5 separate regions of the Zea mays genome follow, and all the other regions are linked to region 5. The links are chromatin contacts, called in public Hi-C maps. All regions are on one chromosome and are shown on one strand. The core of a region is the stretch at or near the end of the contact, and the rest is flanking DNA. Distances in the headings are between cores, read along the strand shown. Region 1 holds the start of LOC100285453 (GATA transcription factor 22). Region 2 holds the start of LOC100381818 (dihydrolipoyl dehydrogenase). Region 3 holds the start of LOC100272634. Region 4 holds the start of LOC100381538. Region 5 holds the start of LOC100283490 (mov34/MPN/PAD-1 family protein).

Region 1 (2,700 bases), core at 20-2,519, 560 kb before region 5:
GCCAGCAGAATTGAAACGAGTTAAGGGAGAGAAAAAAAAGTGACTGCATTCGATTTGTTTTAAGGGTATAGACTGAATGTAATCATCTGTTTTCAGCTAGGGGAATCAAAGTGGATAAAGTATCTTTTTTTTTCTCCCAGCACATCATTGGCTCGGTTTTTAGCACTGTTGGGAGGAACAGCTCACCTAACTACCAACTTGCAGTCCAATTGGATAGAGAGAAATATCAACAAGTCAAGAAGTATTAGTATGAATATAAAAGCAATATTTCCATGAAAAACTAATAGAGCAGTTTCATTTATCTCAAATGCAAATAGCTCCTCCATCGTCAAATCCACTTTCAAGCATTTGGCCGGTAAGAGCAAAAGAAGACTTCGCTGAATAGACCCTCAAACAGCGTGCTTGTCTCGGAGTGACAGCTCACGTTGATGGTACCGCGTCAGCATGTTGCCTATGGAATTAAAATTAAAAAAACACAAAAACTAGAAGACCTTGGGCGCACAGGCTAGATTTGGTGGAATGTGGCTGGATCGTTCTTAGCTAGCTGTCTCCGATTAGAACACACTGCACCAATTGGACTTGGTCTTTGGTGCCTCCATTTCATCCTACTGCTTTCCTCGACCGAATTTGAATCCAACATTCACTATATACGAGGTCGGTAGTAAATTAATAAGGTTATTATGAATAGATAGATGATCACACATATCCTATCCTATATACTCCAATACAACCAGGAAAAACGAGTAGTAAGTATACGCAGGACGACTATTGGAGTCGTGTGTATACATAGCTAAGTTGATCAAGATCAGCAACCAAACCAGCGACCAGGAATCCCCAATCTGGTGCGGACGAACGCTATACGCACGGAGCTGCTAGCCTGGCTAACAAGAGGAGAGGAGGGAGGGCGATCATGAGCTAGCTTACCCTGGGCCCGGTCGGGCCGCTGCGCCACATGGGCGTGGTGGTGGCGCGGCATTCGACGCAGCTCCTGGTGGCTTTCTCCGCCGCCACGATCCCGTCGATCTGCAACGGCGGGTCGCAGGAAGCAGACCGGGATGACAGAGCTCGGAGCAAAGGAGAGGAAGAGAGAGCGGAGACGAGAGCCGATGGATGTACCTTACAGCGATCGGCGGAGCCCATCGGCGTCGGCGCCGGCGCGCGGCCCGCAGCAGACGACATCCCCGATCCGTGGCCGGGGTTGGCGACAGGATTGCGCGCTTGGAGAAATTTAGTTTCGGCCCGTGTGCGTTGTTTCTTAGATAGTAGAAGCGTGCAGTAGAGAGTAGAGGGTAGTTGCGGGGAAGGGAAGGGAAGGGGGATGTGTGTGTGGTAGAGTACTAGAGTCTGAGAGTTCTGATGCGGTGATGCCTACGCATGTATCACGTAGACGAAGAGGTGACGTGTCCTTTGCGGCCGCCCTGGAAAAGATTCTTTCTTTTCTGTTTTTGTATCGCTGGGTTTGATTGAAGCATGACTGAAATCTGAAAGGGACCTCAAAACTACTCCATTTAATCAGATTATTTTCAACTATATACTTAAAGAAAGGACATAATTTAGCTAATAATATTATAACGACGTCTTGTAGTTTAGGATAAAAAAATAGCTAATAGCTCACGTACCATTAGTCAGGCCGTTCGATTTTGTTTGTTTTAAGCGTCGAGATTTGATCAGAGCACTGTTCATGTTAAAGTTTATCTCATCTATTTATGCCCTGCGTATTCCTTCGTGAGGGAAGAAGCCGGACGCTTATGGTTTCATTATCTAAAAAAATAATATACTAATGTGTTGCTGTCATAGACATCTCACTTTCATATGCATTCAGTGAGCGAAACAGAGAGTACCCTTTTAATCTTGAAAAGTTATGCCACTATTAGTTAGCCAAGTTCAGTTTGATCTCAAAATTCTCTGTACAAATAAATAATAATAAAACACCCAACTATATATACATAAGGGATCCGCCTTCATTGAGCTTTTAAAATTAGAGTTGTGCAACCGTAGAAAATCCAACCGTAGGAAAAATGAGGCCGCAACGAAGAATCGTTGTGTGGGGGGAATATTCTAGTGTTTTTTTATGGGTATCTGACCTTTTTAGCATCTATTTGAGTGGTGATTTTTTTAAAAGTAAGGCTATCGGTTGTTGTTTTATTAGAAGAAGATAAAGATAATGTTTCAGGGATAAGGTACCTAAAACTTTTAAGATATTGTTTGGTTCACGCATTTGTAAATATAAAAAGGAATTGATAATATTAAATCATATTTGTTTAAGTTCAACCGTAGTTAGATCCCACATTAGAAACTAATACCGATCTATTCAAACTTATTACCGCAGGTAATCGAGCGTGAATTATTATTGTTGTCATTTATGTTACTTTTGGTGAACCAAGCAGCACAACGTGCTAACAGTTGAGGTAAATAGCTAAACGCGTCAATGCTAAACTTCTTTAGGCTAAAAAGGGAAAACTCCACATTTACTGATATGACCACTTGTGTTATTTTGTTTTGTTTTAGAATCCACACTTACCTGGAGACATGGTTGAAACGCGATACGGCCATCTATGACGTGTTTCGCTTAAATAACAATAACATAAAACTTAGGCTTGAAGAAGCCTGACGTCACGGCTTACTGGCCAGCACAGAGGCTTGGGGCTTACGCTATCACGGCCTTAGTAGTAGACTAGTAGTTCTCATAGTCTAAAGTCT
Region 2 (2,700 bases), core at 9-2,508, 910 kb after region 5:
CAGAATATTTAATCACTACAAATGATACTCAGACAACATTTGAAAGACTATATAGCAGACATAGCTCAACTCAATGTTTATATGGCAGCATACAAATATTTTTCAGATTTAAATAATACCTAGCTCACAATTCTTTCAGGTAGATGCACATTGTAGTATCCCAGTTGCAACATAAATTGGCAGATTTTGTCATAGTAGTGCTAAACATATACTCCCTCATTCCAAATTGTATGTCATTTTGGCTTTTCTAGATAAACAGCTTTTGCTATGCACCTAGATATACACTATGACTATGTATCTAGAAAAGCCAAAACAACTTAAAATTTGGAATGGAGGGAGTACAAGTCTTTTAATAATTTGGAAAAGGCCTATACTTAGGATACAGATCCCTGCAATTTAGCCAAGCATAATCTGTTGATAACTAAGAATAGCAATTGAAAAATGAGGTCTTATACCTGGACAAGATGATGCTTGCAACCAACATGACATTTTAATAACAAAATATTTGATTTTTAAGACAAACACAGGAAAGATGTAGGTGACCCACCACAATGGTGCCAATACCAGTGAGTATATCCACACCCAGAGCTTTCATTGAATTAGTCAAGTTGCTGCGGATTTTAGATGCAAGATTATTTGCATGGTCAGCAACAACCTGCCTGTCATATCCTGGTGATGAGACCTATTACAACCATCACAAATGATTAGGGTCAAGGGATGAATAACTTGATACAAAGGGAAAAGGTATACACATCATAGCTAATGGTTTAAGAGAAAAGGTAAATTCTGGGTTGATTTTTGTTTTTGAAATCGAATGCAGTATATGCCAACATATACTTGGAGCAAAGACAAGGCATCATAAATTTTGAAAAGAATCAAAGATGAACATAATAAATTCAAAAAGTGTAAGAACACTTGACTTACATCATTTACAAACTGGAGTTACTGTGACAAAAGTGTCCTTTGAATTTATTACAGTTCTTAAGCTAAGAAAAGAATCTACTGAAACATTGTTAATTGGCCAATCAAATAGATGAGCCAACACTCAATTGTAAAACAACTAGCACAGGGTAGATTCATCATGATTGTACATTGAGGTTCCTAGCATTTTGCAAATCATTGTTGATACATAAAAACACACACAACAACCAGTAGTTCCATTATGAGAATATCACCTGTAGGCCCAGTGATTTCATGTGATGTTCATCTTGAAGTTCTCGCATCCTACCACTTACAGCAAGGAGAGCCTTTGACGGAACACAGCCTCTGTTGACACAAGTTCCACCCACGACGTCTCCCTCAATTATGGCAGTTTTCAAACCCTACATGAGACATTTTTTCAAAAATCATTAAAAAAACTTATTGAATATGTGAGTTCAATTGCTGGCAGCATAGATAAAGGTCCATGTTCAAAACACATGGAATTCTGTACCAATAATGAAATTTCATTAACAGGATAGTTCCTAAAACCCCAGACACGAATTGATGGGTTATATGCCTACTGCCATCCAGATAGTTAACCATTACTGTGAAAGAGAAAAAACACATACTAAGTCGAGACTTTGGCAGCCATCAGAACTAGCAAAGCAATAATCCTACGTGAAAGGAAAAAAAATGATAGTATATCATAGTTTCCAATATATTCAAAGCAAACTAAATGCACTGGCGACAATAACAGCATAATTTCAAGAAGAAAATAAAAAAATCTACCTTTGTCCCTTCTTGAAGGCAATGCCAGAATATTTGCAAAACACAAACACTATATATTGTTCCTATTTATTATGTCTGATTAACCAGAGTAATAAGAACAAAATACAATTAAGCAATACACATGTTAAGAGAGAGAGAGAGGGGAACCTTTCATCATCCTTTTAGCAGTAAATTATGAAGAAAATATGCCAATCCACTAGCCCCGATTAGTGAGCACCATGCCACCAACAGAAATACTCAAATAATTAACATATAAAAGCATAGAGCAAGCACAATTATTAATCTTATTAGTATAAAATTTACTGTCACAAGTACTTAGTTGAGGAAAAAAACCAGCCCAGTAAATTCTAAGTAAGAGAAGTCATATATCCATAGGCACCTTGCAACCGCTTCTTCCATCTTCTCACTATTTTTCGATTGTTCAATATTGATATTTAATTACTATAATACAACATTACTATTACTTTATTGAACTACTAAAATATCTTTAAATGATAAAATTATAGGATCAACAAAACAAAAGTTCAGAGAGATTTTCTAATCAACTAAGATCTAGCACCAGGCCACAGAACAGAAGCATGTACTATCTTGCTATATTCCGGTTGAATTTTAGCAGACCTGCAGCTCTCGCCTTACTTAAAACAGATTCCTAGCTAACAAGCAACGCCTAAGGCAATTCTACTCATTAACCTCGGCTAATAAAAAAAGTACAAGCAAGCTTAGAGAGCTGGCGCCACCATCTTTCGATGTACATTTGACCAGATAACGACGACAGTGGCAACCACCATACATTATTACACACCCCTAGCGTGACCTGCAGAACAGCCTGAGCGGAACCAACCTTCTCGACTGCATGGAGGGCGGCGCCGTGGCCGCCGACGCCAGCTCCGATGATCACGAGGTCGTAGTCGAACGTGCCGCTCGCGGCCGCGCCATTGCCAGCCGTCGCCGCAACCACCACGCTCCGCCTAGCGGCCACCAAGTGCCGCG
Region 3 (2,700 bases), core at 118-2,617, 710 kb before region 5:
ATAAGTTAGGTTTTCGCCTCTGTTCACAGCTGCGTCGCCATCGTGTTCCTCTTCATCCCGGCTGTTGACATGCATCTGCGATCGAGATAGCAGGTGTCCGAAATCGGTCGCCTTCGAGATCCTGCACCGGGAGAGGACGAATAAAGTTTTTGAAAAGCATCTTCACGCGACTGCTCACGTTCTTCTCGTCGACCATGCTGCTTCGACGTCATCGACCCTGCTACTTGTCTGCTTCAACGCTGTCGACCCTACTATTTTCACTCGTGCTCGTCTACCAGTATGTCTGATCAGTACGCGTTATATGATTTAACCTCATACTTTAGGTCATCTATTATGGTAGATGTATGATGTATATTTATAATTATGCTGTTAGGTAAGTTGTTAGTTTATTTGTTATGGAAAAGAAACCTAAAATATTTATTGTTGGTCATAATTTATATTCGAAATTTAATCTGGAATACATCTAATTAATCAACATAAAACAGCTTTGTAATTGGGGTGCACGAAAGTGCAAGTTTGTAAAGAACTCAAATTTGTAATTTGAAACTGCTTTGAACTAGTATGGGCTGCAGATAAGCTCACCGGCCGAGTGACTGAGGCAGGTGGCGAGGATGTACGTGGTACGGTGGCACCATATCGAGCTGCTAGCTGCAGAGGAGCGTCGCAGCTTCCAGAGCTAGCTCCCTGGCTCGGCGGTGGGGCTTGCTGCTGCGGCGATTCCATGGTGTAGGTCGAACGGCCGCGACGAAGGCACCACCCCCGACCGAGACCCGTCGAAACTCCAACTGTGGCGCGAACCCAGACTTGCTCCTGGGTGCGGTTGGAAATTGGAACGGAATAATGGAAATTAGCTGAGGAGGAAGAAGAAGACGGGCGGACCCAGCTTGAGGCAACAATATAATCACGCGGCACGGAGATGGAAACAAGAGTAGAGGACCTTAATTAATATTTACACGGTCATATTGGTAGGCTGTACACGTTGTGGAGGACGATGCTGTGCGCGCGACTCGCTGGCAGTACTCAAGTCGTCGTTGTCGTCGTCGTCTTCTTCTGCCCGGGGCCAGGGTGGAGCCCGGCATTTTATAGAAGAGAATGACGTTTCCTGTACCGTATTTGAATGAATATACACCACGCGCATTTCCTACCGCGTTTTGATTTTTCTTATCTCTACTAGGTCGCCAGCCCAGCCCGCGCCTATTGGCGCCATTGACTTGAGCTCAAGGTCTTTCCTAGTCATGTTCTGGCTGCGCCGTTACGTTAGATGCTCTGCTCTCAGTCGTAATGTCACAGGGACGCACAGAGAGAGAAACAGTCGAACCAAGCTTCTGACGATAAAAGCTCACACACAAGCTTCCCTCTGTCGCAGAGACACGCACCGATCTAGAGAGAGGAGCCAATGCTGTTGTGCTTCGAGCCTTGTGTTGCGCATCGGTTGTAGCGTCGTCGACGACCTAACAAGCTCGTTCTGTCGCATCGGGATTCATTCCTCACGCGGTAATCCTCTTCCACCCCTGAATATACCGATATGGTTTTTTTCCTTGCAGAACATCTCCATGAGCTGCACGAATAGCCCCGAGATAGTGTCCTAACCGCCCCTCCTTTTCTCAACTAAATTTGACTCTGTTCTTGATGCTCTTCCATGGCACAGTGATCCCGCCAGACGAAGGAACAGCAGGGGAAACACGATGACCCTTCCATCTCATAGAAGAGAATCAGATCTGGAGATCAATGGGGCTTCGCAAGATACAGTCGGCGCAAAGAAAACTGCATGCAAGACGACGCAGCGGCAAATATTGCGATCTGAAATAGTTAGCACTTTTCTTCTCAAGGGTAGTCGATTTGCGTATTCAATTCAACTCTTTGCTTTCGGTGCATCTGGGTAGGATCTATTTAAATTTGAATGTCTACGTTGGACTTTAAATTAAAAATATGCGGTGCCCATTGTTTTATATGGACCTGACCACCTGACAGGTAGACTTTAGGCCCCGTTGCTTCATTTCAATAATTTTGAGTCTATTTTAGTTTTTTCTATTCAAACAGGTCTAGCTGCACAAGCTCTATCTTTAAAAAACTGAAACTAGAGGTCAACTTCATAAAATTTTTGAAACTCCTTAAAAGGTACTTCAAAAGCATTGTTTTTATGCATTCTCGTGAGGTTGCACCAAAATTACACATCATAGTATTGGTTACGTGACCTGTCGATTCATGTCTTTTTCTCCACCCGCTAATCATGAAGATTAATTAAAAAAAACTCACACAAATTCATTGTATTACAGAAGCTAGAGTCTATGTGCAAGCTAAACATATTCTTTAACCCTGTCTTACTAATTTGTTGAAGTTGTTTTACAGTGAAATTGGAAAATCGAAACTATAATTTTTAAAGTGAAGTCTTTCAAACAGGGTCTGGCCGTAATATGAAGTTTTTTTAGTTTCTATCTCTCTACATGAAGCCCACTTGGTCACATTTAGTGAAGAAAGTAGCGGTGGGCCGGGTTAGGCTCAAGCACTCTCAACCGCTCCTAAGGCCATAGAGTTTTATTAAAACCTCCCTTAGGCTTATATAATGTAGCAATTTAGCTGAGTCTCTCATAATTTTTTTTATTTCTAACAAACGTCACCGGTCACACTAAGATATACGAAGTAGCTGGGAACGTACTAAAATCATCTCCATCAAGTTTTAGTCAATTTCGCTAACGCGCA
Region 4 (2,700 bases), core at 94-2,593, 630 kb after region 5:
GTCCCCATGTTAGATATTAAACTGATAAGAACAAATATTACATATTATCTTAGTCCAAAGGCTGAGAAATGTATGAATTGTAAAGGAGTCTGACTCCTTTTTTTATATGACGCTCGATCGTTTGTCCTCTTTCATCTAGCGAGATGATACTATGTGGGAGCGTTGCGTTGCGTGTGGCTTTCTGTCGTATATTAGGCTTGAATGTTTTTTCAAAGCAAAGAACATCTGTGTAGTAGTAACGACTCATTGTTAGGCGAGAAGTAGGGAAGGGAAATAGACCTACACATATCGTACGTGATGCACAACGCACGAAACTGGTGTTTTAAAGATGCAGAGATTAGAACATGACCATTACAAATAATCTCATAGTTGTAATTCTTGAAGCAATCAAAGATGTATGTTATGTTGCAATGCATAAATATGTTTGCCATTATATATATAGAATATAATAAAATATTATTTAGTGTAAGTGAACGAGTCTTAAGTGTGAGGCAATTCCTTAATCTCTATTTCTAAACTTGTAACCGTAGCCATCCAGGGATTCCAGGCGTGACATGGTGGCGGCATTGCTGACATCGTCTCGGGCTCCCAGCGGCGAGGAGGGCAGTCGGCGCAAGCGCGGTCTTTGTTCCCAGGCTGCCCCTACATGGCGGCCGGTGAAGCGGTGGCCAGGAGGCCAGAGCCCACGGCCTACCTGCACCGTGGCTTCGTCGCTCATCATATTATGTGGCTGCAAAGCTAATGAGCCTAGGTTCTCAATGACAAAAATGCATCAACATGCGTTGTAATAATATGGACAATGTTGGTATTAGATGGTTAGAAAAAAAAATGGTAGCGATGTTACGATGTAAAGCATTCATTAATACTACCTTATCAAAAAAAATAAGTTTTGGTTTGGCTAAGTCAAACTTCTTTATTTTTTTTAACTAAATTTAGAAAATATTATGAATATCTATGGCTCGAACTACAATAAAAATATAATTTATTATTAATTTGATAATACTTAATCGGTATCATGAATATTAATATATTTTTGATAAATTTAAGTAAATTCAAATTTGTTTGATTTCTTATAATACAAGGATTATCTTACCAAGATCCACGGCGTCTATTTCGGTTAGATTTGGACGCTTGGCGGTTGACGCCGTGCGGAGTCGGAGTTGCAGGCGCAGGCCGCATAGGCCATATATAAAGGCTAGGAGCCCGGCCAAAATAAAGCACGCGACCCCCATTATCCCAGGACTCAGCATTGCGACGCACGCGGACCGTGCGCGCCGCGCACCGAAGACGTCATCGAAGCTTTCGAGCCGCGGGGCTGAATCGATCGGCACTCGGGAGGAAGACGAAGGCCGAAGGGGCCGCGCGTCGACGCGTTTGCTTGCTCGATCGTCCGTTCGCTCGCTACAACAACAGCAATGGCGGCGAGGAGGGTGGCGCTGCTCTTCGCTATCCTCCTCCTGCACCAAACGGTGTCTTCGCTTGCTGGGTACGGCCCTGATCCTTCGCACAAAATTCCGACTCGTTATCCGGGGTTGTTCTGCTGCACGCGCGTCTAGTCGGTTAGTAGCCTCAGATCAGATCAATCTGTTAACGAAAAAACCACATCTTGCTCAAGGGTTTCAGATAAATTGCGAAGGGCTTTCATGATGTGCTGCTCAAATTCGCTTTGTTCCACAGATGGATGATCAGAGTTTCTGCATTCCATATCTTCTCTTGCATTTTTTTACGGTTCATTAATGCTAGCTAGTATTTTGTTCCCCCAGTTCCTGGAGTCCTGATTGCTCAAATTCTCAACAATTTTCCACTCCTCCCGTAACGATGTTTCACAGTATTACCTATAAGCATCGATGAGTTTGTACTGATCATTCTGATAATCCTTTTTTTTTGTGTGTGTGCAACCAATGGTGTAGAAAGAGCTACTATGAGATTCTGCAAGTGCCAAAGGGTGCATCGGAGGAGCAAATCAAGAGGGCATACCGCAAGCTTGCGCTGAAATACCACCCAGACAAGAACCCCAACAATGAGGAAGCTGGCAGGCGGTTTGCCGAGATCAACGATGGTATGTACTCTGTGGAGACTGGATTTGAGTGCTCATATATATGCTGCCGGATAAAGGAACATTCCTGATCGACCAGTGAGGTTTCATCTTGCAGCCTACGAGGTCTTGACGGATCGGAAGAAGAGGAAAGCCGATGACTGGCACGGTGAGGAGGATTTAGCCAAGTACATGGGTCGTGCTATGAAGGTCGATGTCGAATACGTGTTTAGCAAGTAAGTAGAAAAATGCATGTTAGATTAAACGTTTTTTTATTGTTCATTACATCAGCTTATTTTGACAACTAATATAGTAGAGAGCGAACACGAGCTCTCTGTTTACAAAGCAACTCAGTTCTCGTTTGGTTCCTCTAGTACAAGGACTAAAGTTTAGTTAGAAGATTAAAGTTTAGTTTCTACCCTGTTTGGTTCTAAGGACTAAAACTATTCAAAACACATTAAATTAATCACAAGATGGCTAAAATATCCATATTAGTATTCTTTCACCATTAGTGTAATTGAAATAAAGAAAGGGCAAAAAGTAAAATTTATATGATTTAGTCACCCTTTGAGGGACTAGATCTTTTAGGTATCTTTCACCACTAGATCTTGTTTTGTTAATAAAAAAATCTGTTCTTTTAGTGGTGGAAGTCCGAAACAGGAGGA
Region 5 (2,700 bases), core at 8-2,507:
TATTACAGGCTAGGAAATGCGGTGCATACCTGTGGAGTATAAGAGCTTGGAGTATGCTGCTCTATCCTATGAGTTGTACCATTGTCTCCATTTAGACTATTCATATTAGATTCCACAGTACCTCCTCTGTTATGATCGGCAATCTGCCGCTGCACAACTGGCTTCAATGTCTCAAGTTCTTTGATAACATCAACAAGTTTCTGCAACAAAAGACCATTCATTTTAGATAAGCATCTGGGGAAAATCATACAAGACCAGTCACAAGAAAGGAATTCAGAGATGGATTGGAGAACGCAAAAGAACATCTGGGATCAGAAAAGACTTGCTCAAAAGTATATCTAAAAATAGAGATATGTGATATTCAACCATGCAAAATTGTACACTTCTCCGACTTTGAATAATATAAATAATCTTTAACGTTGAGCTGAGAGAAATTACATCAAAAAATGCCTTTTCTCTTAACTTGAAGGCATGGTAATCACGATGCCTCGGAATTGTTTCACACAGCAAGCTGCAACCAATCAGATGTTAACTATAACACTAATACACATAACCAACCGCCTGCATGAATGTGACTGAATGTCCAGCCCACCTCGAGTATCTCAGAAGGATGACATATAGGTCGAGGAAGTTACTCTCGTTCCGATATATATTAGCCTGCCAACAACATCGGAGTACCAAGATTAAACACGATCTAATTCTCAACACTTTAGCAATCGCATTAATGACATAACAAAAATAATCCCCAATTCGTCGAATCTCATCGCCCAAAACCACCGAGGTGAACTGCCACTGCGACCAAGTCGCCCGTTAAAAAACCAAAAAGCTATACGTCAAGCGACAAGAGATGAGATCTAGAAACGAAGGAGCGATCAACCAGGTGAGCTCCGGGGGATGATTAGGGTTTTGACCTGTCGGAGGAGGCTGCCCGCGATGCGGAAGTAGTAGGGAAGGCTGATGCGGTGGTCGACGGCGATCGGCCGCGCGCAGGCCTCGATGTTGATGACGCCGGGCCTGGCTGGCTGCGGTGGCCCCATAGCCTCTGCTCCGGCGAGGTCCACACCTCTGTCGGCACGGCGGGCTCGTGGGCGACGCGGGTATATGAAAGGAGAAAGGAAGGAATGGAAGTAGACTTCGGTAGTTTGGAGGGAAGGAATTGCCGAATGTCAGTATGTCGTGAACTCGTGATGTCGTCACATTGGACTGCGGGCGGATGCGGCGCTTATGCTCTTCAAGGATCGGTAAATTTAAGTTTGACGGATTAAAAAGGTCAAGAATCTTTTATTTATTTATTTTGAAGGTCCTTAAGTTTCTCTCAAAAAAAAATTTTGTCTAAGACTAGCAAACGTTGAGAGAAATTCATGTCGTGTAAGCTATTCTAATATATTCTAAATATATTTTAGAATCCGATTTTATACTTGTTGGTGTCTTTTTGTCACCCAATACTATAATGAACCGTTTGACGTTACTTTGTACCTTTAGATGATGTAGGGTAAAATAAAGTGGTTATCCTTAATGTGGGGGTAACACCTCTATGATGGTCACCACCTATTTGGGATCAAACAGCAACGAACCCTAGAGCTTTCTCGTGATAAGCAATACTTTAGGTTCGGCTCCGTGAGGTGAACTGTGGTGGCGGTCTGCGATGGGTCGTCGGGTTGCCTGGCAGTGCTCGCTGCGGGGGCGCGGACGGTCCGCGGCTCTGGGCCGGACGACCCGCAACCTGGCGGCAGAAGCGGCGCCTTCACTGCACGCAGTCCGAATGGTCCGAGCTCTGGGTCGGACGATCCGCGATGGCGCAGGGCCGTCTTCTTCTCCTCATATGACCTAGATCTCGTCCCCTGGGGAGAGACCTTAGGGTGCTCCGGGTCAGTAGGTCACCCGGGGTGTCTCCAAATAACGCAGAGTCGCTTAGAAATTAAGAGATCAATTCGAGGAAGAGATCTTGATTGAAGTAGACAAAGTAGATTGTGGCGGAACCGTCCGAATTATTCCAACTTAAGTGCCTAAGTCCTGCCTTAGAGGCTAGACCACACTTAAATAGGAATAATTCGTCAGTCCCTCGGATCTAGTCCGACGAGGCCACTAACAGGATCAAGTACCACATACTCACCCGATGGAGAGGCACAGAGCAAATACAATAAAGCATAAAACCATACATTAAGGAGTATCAAATTTATTACATCATCATCATCGGAGTTTTAGCAAAAATAGTGATCATTGTTCGGAATGCAGCGGAATAAAACTAACGATAAATGGAGGGATGGGGAAGCCTGTCCCATCACTCCTCATGCTCCTCCTCAACCGAGGTAGGGTCCCACTCAACTGTCCAACCCAGTGGCAAGATGGACGGCCAAGTCACTCCAGCAACCATGTCCTCCAGAGAACCTGTAAAAATTATGCCACAAGCAAGGCTGAGTATACTAATACTCAGCTAGACTTACTCGGTGTGAGGAGTCTACTCCTCTACCTCTAGACATGCAACTGTTTGGTTGATGGGTTTGCTTGCCAAAAGCACTAGCTGAGTCTAAAAATCAAGTTTTAGCTTTTTCAAGTTTTAGTGTGACTCTCTTAAGACTAAATGTGTACCTATCTAATCATACATGGTATCAAACATTTAGCAATCAACAAATTTTGCCAAGTCATCACATTTCCACTTGTTACTCAATGTAGCAGCATGGATCAAGCAGTCTCATTAGC

What was found. A called contact is a pair of places that touch in the nucleus more often than the background predicts.
Region 1: a contact with region 5 is called in a Hi-C map of ear, with 2.2 times the contacts expected there. The contact joins the promoter of LOC100285453 here to the promoter of LOC100283490 in region 5. A contact is called at or near these places in 4 of 25 Hi-C or Micro-C datasets (bundle sheath, ear, leaf and 1 more).
Region 2: a contact with region 5 is called in a Hi-C map of ear, with 2.1 times the contacts expected there. The contact joins the promoter of LOC100381818 here to the promoter of LOC100283490 in region 5. A contact is called at or near these places in 3 of 25 Hi-C or Micro-C datasets (ear, endosperm and leaf).
Region 3: a contact with region 5 is called in a Hi-C map of tassel, with 2.6 times the contacts expected there. The contact joins the promoter of LOC100272634 here to the promoter of LOC100283490 in region 5. A contact is called at or near these places in 2 of 25 Hi-C or Micro-C datasets (ear and tassel).
Region 4: a Hi-C map of ear shows a contact between it and region 5, with 2.7 times the contacts expected there. The contact joins the promoter of LOC100381538 here to the promoter of LOC100283490 in region 5. A contact is called at or near these places in 5 of 25 Hi-C or Micro-C datasets (bundle sheath, ear, endosperm and 1 more).

The regions. Positions count from the first base shown.
Region 1 is chr8:41,937,031-41,939,730 of Zm-B73-REFERENCE-NAM-5.0, forward strand. It overlaps LOC100285453 (GATA transcription factor 22), which reads right to left and starts at 1,270. Exons shown (of 3, transcript NM_001158346.1): 1 at 1,117-1,270; 2 at 925-1,023. The coding sequence starts at 1,179.
Region 2 is chr8:43,406,990-43,409,689 of Zm-B73-REFERENCE-NAM-5.0, forward strand. LOC100381818 (dihydrolipoyl dehydrogenase) reads right to left here and starts at 1,259. Exons shown (of 14, transcript NM_001174613.1): 1 at 1,176-1,259; 2 at 548-682. The coding sequence starts at 1,223.
Region 3 is chr8:41,781,763-41,784,462 of Zm-B73-REFERENCE-NAM-5.0, forward strand. LOC100272634 reads left to right here and starts at 1,368. Exons shown (of 3, transcript NM_001147096.1): 1 at 1,368-1,494; 2 at 1,649-1,830. The coding sequence starts at 1,686. LOC103635119 reads right to left here and starts at 1,052. Exons shown (of 2, transcript XM_008657665.4): 1 at 583-1,052. The coding sequence starts at 723.
Region 4 is chr8:43,129,934-43,132,633 of Zm-B73-REFERENCE-NAM-5.0, forward strand. LOC100381538 reads left to right here and starts at 1,344. Exons shown (of 10, transcript NM_001174367.1): 1 at 1,344-1,486; 2 at 1,911-2,059; 3 at 2,154-2,271; 4 at 2,677-2,700. The coding sequence starts at 1,416. It also overlaps the pseudogene LOC111590075.
Region 5 is chr8:42,496,597-42,499,296 of Zm-B73-REFERENCE-NAM-5.0, forward strand. It overlaps LOC100283490 (mov34/MPN/PAD-1 family protein), which reads right to left and starts at 1,258. Exons shown (of 14, transcript NM_001156390.2): 1 at 912-1,258; 2 at 593-657; 3 at 439-511; 4 at 30-200. The coding sequence starts at 1,037.